2 separate regions of the Columba livia genome follow, and region 1 is linked to region 2. Evidence: chromatin contacts called from public Hi-C data. All regions are on one chromosome and are shown on one strand. The core of a region is the stretch at or near the end of the contact, and the rest is flanking DNA. Distances in the headings are between cores, read along the strand shown.

Region 1 (5,776 bases), core at 2,547-5,046, 47 kb after region 2:
TAAAAGCAGCTCTTGATTTGACCTCAAAGACATCTAAAACCTGTTAATGGCTACACCAAGAGCTCATTGACTGATACCACAGAACTGTTCCCTGTTCAAGAGCCAGCGAGATTCTCGTGCTGAAAGCATCGCGCAGAGAAGAGTTCTCTGCGAACACGTGGGGCCTGGCACCCCATGGCACTGATGGGGGACACGGCAAACCCGGCGGGCTGGCTGCTCTGCAAGGTGTGCACCCACACACGGGGAACTTCTGCTTCCTAATGGGAACCCTCCTCAGAAATTATTGCTCCGGATCAAGAAAAGGAAACAAAATAAATGACATACTAGATTGGAAATAAAGCATATATTCCAGCAACGGCTGCTGGTCACAGAATAGAGAAATAACTCTGACAGAGACTTTCTGTTACCTGGCCTTCTGCTTCCCGACTCTCTTGAACTACTTACACACCGGAGCATCTCCACACGTTATACAGGGAAGCCAAACACTCAAGATATTACAAAGTTTACTATTCCAGTACCAAGCGCCTTTACAGACCGAGCCTATAGTTTAATGAGACTCCTCCCAGTGAGAGGAAGAAATACAAACAGAATTGCCAAAACATGGCAAGAGAAACAGCACTTTAAAAGTCCAAGTCATTGCATTACCATGAGTCACAACACATGTATTTCAAGACACAGGAGTGGACAAAAAGAAGTCTATACAGTGGTGTGTCCCTGATACAGCACAGAAACCTGAAATAACTACAAAGCAAACTTGGGCATTACTCTCTTTACGAAGCTGAAAGGGGAGGGGGGAAGCAAGGGGACATTTTTCAGCTACGATAAGGAGATCAAAGGCACGGACGTTGCCGAGGCACAGAACTGGATGGCAAAGCACCAGGTTCTGGTTCAGACTACTTAAAATTGTCCCCGTCCCCAGTGAGCAGGACGGGCACACCGCAGGAGTCCTACGGGCCGTGGTGAGGCTAAGCACAGAGCGGAGGGCAGCTCGCCATCTCGAGCGTATTTTATACTGCGGGAGATAACCTAACCAGGTGAGCATGCTGAAACATCCTTACACCATTTCCTACATACAATGAATGCTAAAGGATTTAATCAGCCATGCTAAGCAACGAATTTTAAAAGAAGGAGGTTGTAAGAGATTGCATAGGAAGTAGATGCATTAATATTAGGCCACACAATAGATATTTTGCATTAATGAGCAACTGATCCTTTTACTCACTGCCCTTCAGAACAAGATCAGACAGTTTAAGGCTCCAACAAACTTTTTTTTTTTAATGTAAATAAGTTTTTGAGACTGAAGTTCAATACAAACCCAAACACAGTGAGGATCAGGCTGTTTCGGTGCTTGCCTTTTGGTGTGTGTTTGTTTTTCAGGCTGGTGTTACACTGTCCTATTTATCCAGAAGTCCCTTTTCTAGCAGCAGTGCCTCCTACACGCAAACGTATTTCAGAAAAATAGGACCTCAGACATTTGTTAGGCCATATACTTTTTCCCTTCCATTGCCACAGCTTTGTGATAAATAAACTCTCCAATCTCCACAATAAGTCTTAGGAGCCTTAAGCAACCAAAAGACATAAACTAACCCAGTTTTCTCAAACCTGAGCCACCCACAAAACCCAAAGCTGACCTTCCTTCGTTTCCCTGCAAAACACAAATATCTACCTCCTAACAGAGCCTGAAATACCAACCTGTGGTCAAAACAGCATCTCTACAGAAAAATCTCAATTTTAAAACCATTAATGTAAACTTTGACTGACAGATGTTTTTATGGGTATCATTACAACCAACCGGCAGATCAGGCTAATGTTCTCACACACACGAGAGTTGGAAGGCTTGCTGATTAAACTTTCCTCCTCAAAGAAAGGCTTAAAGCGGACGACAGCAGTCCAGCTAACGGAAGACACGCCAGGTCTGCTCAGAGCGCTCAGCTGCGTGCAGCAGTGCCCGCTCACATCCCCCAGTTGCTATGGCATCCACCTCAGACTGTGGTTACACACACTAAATGTCTTTTTCCTACAGACTGTTATGGGAAGCTGAGCAACTTTGGCCATGAACCAAATATGTTTTGGCTCTAAAGCAGACATAATTCCTCACCGTTTGGACATTCCAATGGTTAGCTACACTGAGAAAGAGAGACAACCAGCTCTGAGAGCATCCATGTACACCCAGCTGTAAATACACTGCCCTAGCAATAGCAAAAAGCTATTGTCTTTGTGCTTACCTCGTTTACCAGCATTGTTTCATGAAATAATGCTATTTTTCCAGCACTTAACTGTCAGATCAGAACAAATGGGGAAGGTTCATTCTGGGCAGCTGCATAGCAAACTACAGTGGAAGGAAATTCTGTGGGATCCAAGGTATCACACTCATTTCCCTTATTTCCTGGTATTTTTAGTTTTATAAGCATCAGGTTATTTTTAAGCAACAGCTACCAAACACGAGCTAACACAGGACTCACAAACAACTAACATGTTCTGAACAGTCCTGCAAAACTCTGCAGCAGCCTGGATGAGCGCAACACTTACCACACGGTAACGCAGCAGAGCTCCTGCAGACTGCCTCCCACGCGCACGCTGCGCGGCCCACACCGAGCGCAGCGCCTGCGCCCAGCCCAGCCCCGCCGGTGCCAGTGCCATCTCACGGCGGGGTGCAGAGCAGGGACGGGGCTGAGGGGACCCCTCAGTGTCACACTGAAACAGGTACGAACCCCCATTCCCCCCCAAGGCTCATCCTCACAGAAAGGTGTCTTCAGTCACATTCTGGTTTCGAAAACAATCACTCAGGACTCAGTTTACTCTCTGTTCAATAAATATGCATTACGGGGCTACAACAAACAAATCATTAAAATAACACTCTGGCAAAATCAGAAAACTTTAGGAAGCATGTTACAAAATGCACAGTTACTATACATTATTAGTAACTCACATATTAAAAGACAAAACAAATTATCGTTGTATTATTGAGATCATAGCAGGCAACAGTGACGAGCACAAGGGCAGGACCTCCTGTTCTGGGAACCAGAGCAAGGTCATGGCAGCGGGCAGGCCCACGGCCCCGCTGCGGTCCCGAACACCCGCGGGCAGCCCGCCGCACAGCGCGGTGCGGGCCACGGCCATCAACTCCAGCTGGCGCGGCTAACGAGACCGCCGCGGCCGCTGCCCGTTCCAGCGGGGCTTCTCGCATTTGACCATCAAGTAACCACAAAGAAATCAAGCTTTCCCGAAAGGAAGTTTTGTGTTTGTTTGGGTTCGCCCCAACCTCTGCTGATAAAGGCATGAAACGGCAGCAGTCACAGACACGCACGGTATGTGCCGGGGCGGCGATCCCGCGGCGCAGGCGGCTCCGGGCCGGGCCTGCGGGAGCCTCCGCCCGCTCCGCCGGCCCCGGGCCCTCCGGCCTCCCCGCGTTCCCGGCCCAGGCCCCGCCGGCCCGGGGACAGGCACCGCCCCGGCCCCGGCCCCGGCCCCGCCGCCCCTCGGCCCCCGCCCCGCGGCCCCAGCCCGACATGCCCGCACACGCTCCTCGGCCGGAAAGTTTCACTCGCGCCTCCGCTGCCGCCGACCCCGCGCAGCGCCCGGAGAGGCCGCGCCCGGCCCGGCGGAGAGAGGAGCATGGGGAAGGAAAAGCACTCACCTCGGCCCGGCGGCCCGGCCCCGCACGGCGGCTCCGGCGGCGCGGCCCAGGCAGGGCGGCCCAGGCGGCGCTGCGCTCCGTTCCGCTCCGCTCCCCCGCGGGCAGCCCGGGGATGAGCTCAGGAGCGGCTGCAGTCCCCGCCCCGCGCTGCACAGCCCGGCTCGGCGGGGCGGGGCGGCTCCCGCCGCTCCCTCGGCGCGGCCCCGCGGCTCCCGGCCCGCAGCGCGGCGAGCGGAGGAGCGGGCGGCCCCGGCCCGGCGGCACAGCCCGGCAGACGCCGCCTTCGCGGAGCGGAACGTTTCGCCACCTCAGGAACACCGCGGGGGCCGCGCCCGCCAGCCCGCCCGGGCCACGAGGCTGCCGAGAACACCTGGGCATCTGCTCGTCCCCGCGGCTCCTGCTCGCCTGCGCTGCGGCGTGCGGGGCTGCGTGACCCCATCCCGGCTGTGAGCGCCCCAAGCCCGGCCGGGGGCTGCGAGCCCCGCCGGGGACGGGCGGTCCCGGGGCTGCACACGCAGCACAGGTGCCGTGATCCCACTTCAAGCAGTGCAGCCTTCTTTATCGCTAACCTGAAATTAGCTACATCCTGTCTTGTAAGGTCTTCAAAGGACAAAAAGATGGGTGAATTATAAATAAAAATAACAACAGATCGCTCGGCGCAGCCACATCACTTGCTGAACTGGGCCATGTAAGGCGCTTAGGAGGCAGGTTGGAAATGGCACCTTCAGGGAGAAGGAACACGGCTCTGTGCAGGACATGGCTCTGTGCAGAAGGACACGGCTCTGTGCAGGAGGACACGGCTCTGTGCAGGAGGACACGGCTCTGTGCAGGACACGGCTCTGTGCAGAAGGACACAGCTCTGTGCAGGAGGACACGGCTCTGTGCAGGACACGGCTCTGCGCAGGAGGACACGGCTCCGTGCAGGAGGACACGGCTCCGTGCAGGACACGGCTCTGTGCAGGACACGGCTCTGTGCAGGAGGACACGGCTCCGTGCAGGACATGGCTCTGTGCAGGACACGGCTCTGTGCAGAAGGACACGGCTCCGTGCAGGACACGGCTCTGTGCAGGACACGGCTCTGTGCAGGAGGGACACAGCTCTGTGCAGGAGGACACGGCTCCGTGCAGGACATGGTTCTGTGCAGAAGGACACAGCTCTGTGCAGGACACGGCTCTGTGCAGGACACGGCTCCGTGCGGAAGGACACGGCTCTGTGCAGAAGGACACGGCTCTGTGCAGAAGGACACGGCTCTGTGCAGGACACGGCTCCGTGCGGAAGGACACGGCTCCGTGCAGGACATGGCTCTGTGCAGGACACGGCTCTGTGCAGAAGGACACGGCTCCGTGCGGAAGGACACGGCTCCGTGCAGGACATGGCTCTGTGCAGGACACGGCTCTGTGCAGAAGGACACGGCTCCGTGCAGAAGGACACGGCTCTGTGCAGAAGGACACGGCTTCGTGCGGAAGGACACGGTTCCGTGCAGAAGGGACACGGTCCCCAGCAGCACAGAGGGACGCACTGAAGAGCAGCACCTTGGGCAGGATTCAGGCCTGTAAAGCCAGGCAACGTGAATGCTGCTGCAGAATAAAGCTAGCGCATTCTTTGTGTGAACAAGGGCTGAGCAAGGGGGTGCAGAGAGGTGGCATTACCTCTGAGGAGAGCTTTGGTAAATCTATTTGCAGCCTCTCTATTCATATTTTCCAAGATACTGAAAAATTACAAAAGGTACAGAAGAGAACTGCAAAAGTGATCGGAAGGCTCAAGATGATGCCTCGCAGTAACTGTCTTAAAATATTTATTTCCTCAAAAAGATGGCTCAACAGGGGGCTTATGAGAAAGAAAATTGTATTTTCACTTTGGTGCGCTTGAGATCACCACCACCTGTGTAATCCCGATGAGCTGTACCAAAGCGGCCACTCGGAGCACCTCTCTGGCTTTTCACATGTCAATAACCATCTCACATTAATGGGTTTAGTGATAAAGTGAGGGGGTGAGGAGGAAGACTAAGTTTAGCAGTGATGGTTTGAACGCCATCATTATGAGCACAACAGTTGATAATGTGTAGCAGAAATACCCCTCTGATGTGTTTTTCTCTTTCCAGCCTCAAAATGCTTGCCCCAGATGTCCAGCACTCCAGCT
Region 2 (5,323 bases), core at 272-2,771:
AATAACTTGAAGCTCTGAATGAGCAACTTATTAGCTCTAATTTAACAACACGGTGTCACACACTGTCAGGACCCAAGGACTAATTTGATTGACATCAGGCAAAAGTAAAACAACAGCTATTAAAGACACCCTCACGTAGCAAACAGAGAAAGCAGACAACGGGCTCTGTTCTGATTACTGCAAAGGTGTGTAATACTTCTGAGTTATATCAAACCACACGGAAAACACCGTGTTCATAGTACATAAAAGGTTTGGTTTTCAGTGGGTTTCAAAACATTGTTTCCAAGTAACACACATCACCTTAACGACTGAAACAATAACCTCATGTTTTGCTCACGACTATTTCATGAACTAAGCAATTCAGATGTTAATTATTTTTACTAATTAGGAAAAAAACCCCACACTTATAATAATCTAATGCAAAAATAACTTTCAATTGCTTATTTCAGACTCTCAGAGTATTGAAAATAGACTACATTCAGACTCAACCTGTATCACAGAATACAGATTATACACAGGCCAAGCATGTCATCTTTTGGAAGGTACGCAGAGCACACAGCCCCTTTTGCAAGGAAAGGATCCCGACCCCCCGGCACCGCCCGCGTGCCGTTCTCCCAGCTCACTGCGAGGCCGCACAGCACCGCGCCGCCCCCGGCCACGGGACACCCAGGAGCGCGTGTGCCCGGCCCAGGGCCCGCGGGCACAGCCACCCTGCGGCCGGAGGCCGCGGCTCACCTTCGCAGCCAGGCGCCTGGCGGCGTCCCCCCAGCGCTGCGGGCACGCGGGGCCGGCCGGGCCGGGCAGAGTCCTCCCCACGCCGCCGGCCGGGAGCTGGCTGAAGGGAATGACCTCCGGGCTGGGGTCACCGCCCGCTGCAACGACAACAGATACCAGAGACTGGATTTGCTGACAGAAGATCGTTCTACAGGAAAACGTCACGGAACCTCTTTGCTGCTGGAGTAAAATCTGAAACTGCATTACAAGAAGCCTGCAACTAGTCTGAGAAATACAGGCATGTTACAATTTTACACAATTTGACTGACTTTGAGATCAAAACTGTACAATTACTGAAATCAAAGTATGCTGATATGAAGAGTTTCCATATGAAAATTATACGTGTGATGACTCATTTCAACTAATAGTTCCTGCGTGACTGAAATCTTGAGGAACGCAAACAATTCATGATTATTATGACTACTGTTCGAAGCGTCAGGAGGGGAAGCAGCAGTGAGGACAGTCACACGTCCTTCTGGTCACCGAAGGGACTGGATTGCCAGGGTGACAGAAGCCTGTGGAACCCAGCAGAAGACAGAAGGGGTTTCTCCACAGCTTCCCTCTTGCCCCTACCGCAATCCTGCGGAACACGTGTGGTACAGGGTAGGGGAACCCCATCGCTTCTCTCCTTCCAAACTAGCGGGAGCAGCAGCTCTAGTGCCGCGGCACCGGCGGAGCGCAGGGACCCCTGCCCGGCAGAAGGACGAGATCCTGCACGGTGCCGCCATGCCGCCCTTTGCCGGCTGGGCCTGTGCGCTGTTACGTTTATCAAAGCACACCATTTAACAGCTTCCTTCTGCAGGAAACAAGCATTTGCTGAGTTGACGAGGCCCAACTGACCTAAACCAGCAAAGCAAACAACATCCCGACTATTGTTATCAGTACAATAATCCAAACAATATACATACTTTTGGGGGAGGAATTAGGGCTGTTTGAAGCTATTTGTCTCATGCGACTTCCATGGCAGCTAAACGCCACCAGCCGTGAAATAATTGCGGTCTTCCCAAAGCCCACATTCCCCGTAATGACTGCGCCCCTGTTCTCTGCTACATCAGTGCTCTGCAATTTTTCTTCAATCGCCTGGAACAGCCATTCTCTTCCAACAAACACTGAGTCCGTTGTTATGCTCGGAACTTCAAACAATAGCGGCTTCAGCAAAATGTCTTGAGGCTTATAGGGGACGAAATGAGCTGAGAAGAGATGGCAGGGAGAAAAGTTTATTACAAGAAACTCGACGTGCAATAAACCACCATTGTTTCAGAAGAGAATTTCATTCAGTGACTCTGTTAATAGTGTTCATCATCAGACTCCTCAGAGCTTTCATCATGGAAACAATAAAACTGATTTGCTCAGTTCAGGTCTTCTCCATAATTCCTACAATGAATTAAATACTAGAGGGGAGAGGCTACAAGTATAATTGGAGGGCTTTTTATAATTGAATTTGAGTTAATTTTTCACAGAATTCACAAGTTCTCTTGAAAATGCATTAAGAATTCTATAAATGAGGAAGTGGCAAACATTTTTCGGTTCAGAGTCATAAGTAAGTCTAATGGTACTAGATGGGTTTTCTTCCTAAGCCAGAACTCTAACGACGGGCTCTCCAAAGCTGTGCGTTCGGCGCAGCACTCCAGGTGCCGCACGCTCTTATCTGAACGCCACGGGATGCAACCTGCGCTGCCCATGCCCTCTGAGATGAACAATACACTGATTTCTTACTCAAAGCCATACATTCAACTGCTAACCCACAGCATTATGCAGTAAAAAGTGCCAGCAACATCTTGGTTTCAGACTTGGTGAGGGATCTATCAGGAGCACGATAACTGTGGCGGTGGGACGGGGTGTTACAAACACCTCGGCACACGGTGTCACGGGACTGGGCACACACTGTGCCCCACGGCAGATGCCCAGAGCGGTACCTTTGCTGTCCGGCTGCGCCCGCCCGCCAGCCGTGTTGTGCCAAGGCAAGCGGATCGAAGTGCGCAAAGGAGTGTTTCTCTGTCCGTCCAAATAGCTCAGATCTTCCAGTTTGGTTGAACTTGTTGCTGCAGTATTAAAGGAGAGAAGCTTATTGATACACGCTTTATATTAGTATCCTTTTTGTTGAAATTCCAATATATGACAATTCGTTGGACTTTTCTGGGATAAACACGTTATATAGTTCCTTTGGAAATGAACTGGAGAACGTATCATTGTTTTCCCCTCAGCTGAACCAACATGTTTGTATCTTCACAACAGAAGCACAGAACTGGTAACGTGGTATTGCCAGAGTTGGAGATTCTCACCAAAATTGCTGGCGCGACCTTTGCCAAACCTTCGCCGTTGGGAATTTCCAAAGCTGGTTTCCTAGCAATACTTCCCCTACACACCTTACCATGCTAAGAAATTCCATGTATCCATTTTTCTTTAACCTTTGTTCCTGCTCCGCAGGGGCTGGACTGGAGGATCTTTCGAGGTCCCTTCCAACCCCTGACACTCTGTGATTCTGTGATTTTATACTGGAAATACTCCCTTTCAGTGACGGTGTTTTCAAGCTGGGAGGAAGTGTAATATCCTCCCCCCTAGAACCACCAGCTCCTAAGCCCGAACCTCATTACTGAAGTTTTCTTCACTCCACATTTACCAAGTTTTTAACTTTGAATGTTCAGTTAGCTAAACCTATAGCAGCCACGCTGCTCAGCACTGCCAGAACACCTTCTTGCAGGGTTTTACGTATGTAAGTCAATTTGCATGACTATCAGGATTTGATGGGCTCTATGAATAGATTTAAAGTCAGAAGTGCTTTTTCAGAGACTTGCTGTATCCCACAGCTTGGAAAAAGTCATGCTGACGTCCCATTTGTATCTATCACAACTGACAGACTCACGTTTTCTGGAAGAATGGTTCAACTATAAGGCAGAATTTCACACAGATTTCAAAAAATTATACATGTCACTTGTTCATCAGAGCTCCAAGTACGATCCTGGTCTTGGTGTCAGTCGAATTTACAGATCTAGGAAATATGAGCGCGCACAGAAGCAACGGCCTCAAGGATTAGCTGATGCCAGATACAGTCCTAGAATGACTGATGTTCCACAAGTCCTGGCCTAGCCAATACCTACTAAAAACCACGATAAAACACCCTCTTTGACGTCTAAAATAACTTAGGTAATGCTCATCTACTCCATTTGGAACCTATGCTTTTTTCGTCATATAAAAATACTTTCATACTAAAACCAAATCTACAGAGATATTGAACAGAAACACCCCATCATTAAGAACATCCTTTCTTCTGCCTCAGGACTCTACCTGCAACGGAGTTTGGCCGCGGCATCACGAGAGAGCCGGAGCCCTGCGCGTAGGGGGCGGGCCCCTCTGCCGCCCTGGGCAGGCTCTCCGCAGAGCCACGGGCGTCCTCCTCCGCCACCGGTGAGCAGCCGTCTGTCCTGCGGTCGTGGCTCAGCCCCTGCTGCCTTCCAGCTCTCACACTCCCATCCTTGCTCCATTCCAAACTGGATCCACTACGATCATCGTTTTCTGATGAACTTGTTATAGTTGCTGAAAAAGAGAGGAAAAAAACAACTGAAGTACACACGAGAGGAAAACGGTGCGCTAGTGTTAACATGTGTTACAATTTCCATACTGAAATGGCATTTTGGGCCACCAGATATTCAAGTTATTTCTTCACTGGATGTTTTGTTGAACTTCAGGAGTTTTATTTATCTAAATGAGCCAAACAACGCAGCTTCTTAGACTGGGAAAAACACCTGAGAAAGGAGGCAAGAAAGTGTTCTGAAGAACCCAGTTTTATCTTTACATCTGTGTAATCTGTGCTGCGGGCTGGCGGAATGGACAAACCACCAGGACACGTGTGACTTCATAGGAAAAAATCACCTACTTCACCAAAACATCTCAACTTTTTAAAAATTAAAATTCTATAACATGCTCTGCAAATTTTCAAATCATTCGGTAAACATGGAGACAACATCATCTCATCAAGAAGTAAAAACAGCATCTAGAGCAAGAAAAAGATTTAAATGCATCTTCTTGATAATTTTTGAAGACTAATATTTTACAAGAATAACTCAAAATTCCATTATTTGAAAAACCTTGCACAGTTCTCCCAAAGCTGGGATGCTTTGCACAGGCTCGCGTGCCCAGCACCGCGTGTGTCGTGCAGCATCGTGACCGCGGGTGCCGCCCAGACCCGCTCACCCAGCACCGCCGGCACGCGGGAACTGGTCCTGCGGAGAGCGCCCGCCCCGAGCTGGGTCCCGCTCTCCCTGCCGCGAGCGCTACCCTGCGCCCCCAGAACAGCGTGCACGGCCAGGTGTGCCTGACCAGACCCGCTGCAGCACATGAGCGGCGCTGCAGATTACGCTAAACACACTCATTTAGGTTTTTGAAGTATTTCAGTGTACTGCAGTATAGAGTCAATCAGAGACTCAAACAAAGGCTTTTCTCTTTGCTTGTTTCTGATGTCATTAAAAACCAACCATGAGACATTTACAGATAATTTCTTAATACTATGTGAAACTTTTCCATAGCAAAAAAGCACATCCTACTGCCAACA

Evidence for each region. A called contact is a pair of places that touch in the nucleus more often than the background predicts.
Region 1: a contact with region 2 is called in a Hi-C map of liver, with 3 times the contacts expected there. The contact joins the promoter of TANC1 here to the enhancer-like site in region 2. A contact is called at or near these places in 2 of 2 Hi-C or Micro-C datasets (crop and liver).

Annotation. Positions count from the first base shown.
Region 1 is chr7:307,579-313,354 of bColLiv1.pat.W.v2, forward strand. It overlaps TANC1 (tetratricopeptide repeat, ankyrin repeat and coiled-coil containing 1), which reads right to left and starts at 3,797. Exons shown (of 25, transcript XM_065070090.1): 1 at 3,638-3,797. It overlaps LOC110364202 (a long non-coding RNA gene), which reads right to left. Exons shown (of 3, transcript XR_010473928.1): 3 at 5,613-5,776.
Region 2 is chr7:262,815-268,137 of bColLiv1.pat.W.v2, forward strand. It overlaps TANC1 (tetratricopeptide repeat, ankyrin repeat and coiled-coil containing 1), which reads right to left. Exons shown (of 25, transcript XM_065070090.1): 6 at 4,060-4,308; 7 at 2,691-2,816; 8 at 1,683-1,964; 9 at 736-872. Among named protein-coding and RNA genes, the nearest start is that of WDSUB1, 41 kb to the left of the region's middle. Within about 2 kb of position 1,522, at least 1 of the 3 cell types and tissues checked has an H3K27ac peak away from gene starts, as active enhancers do.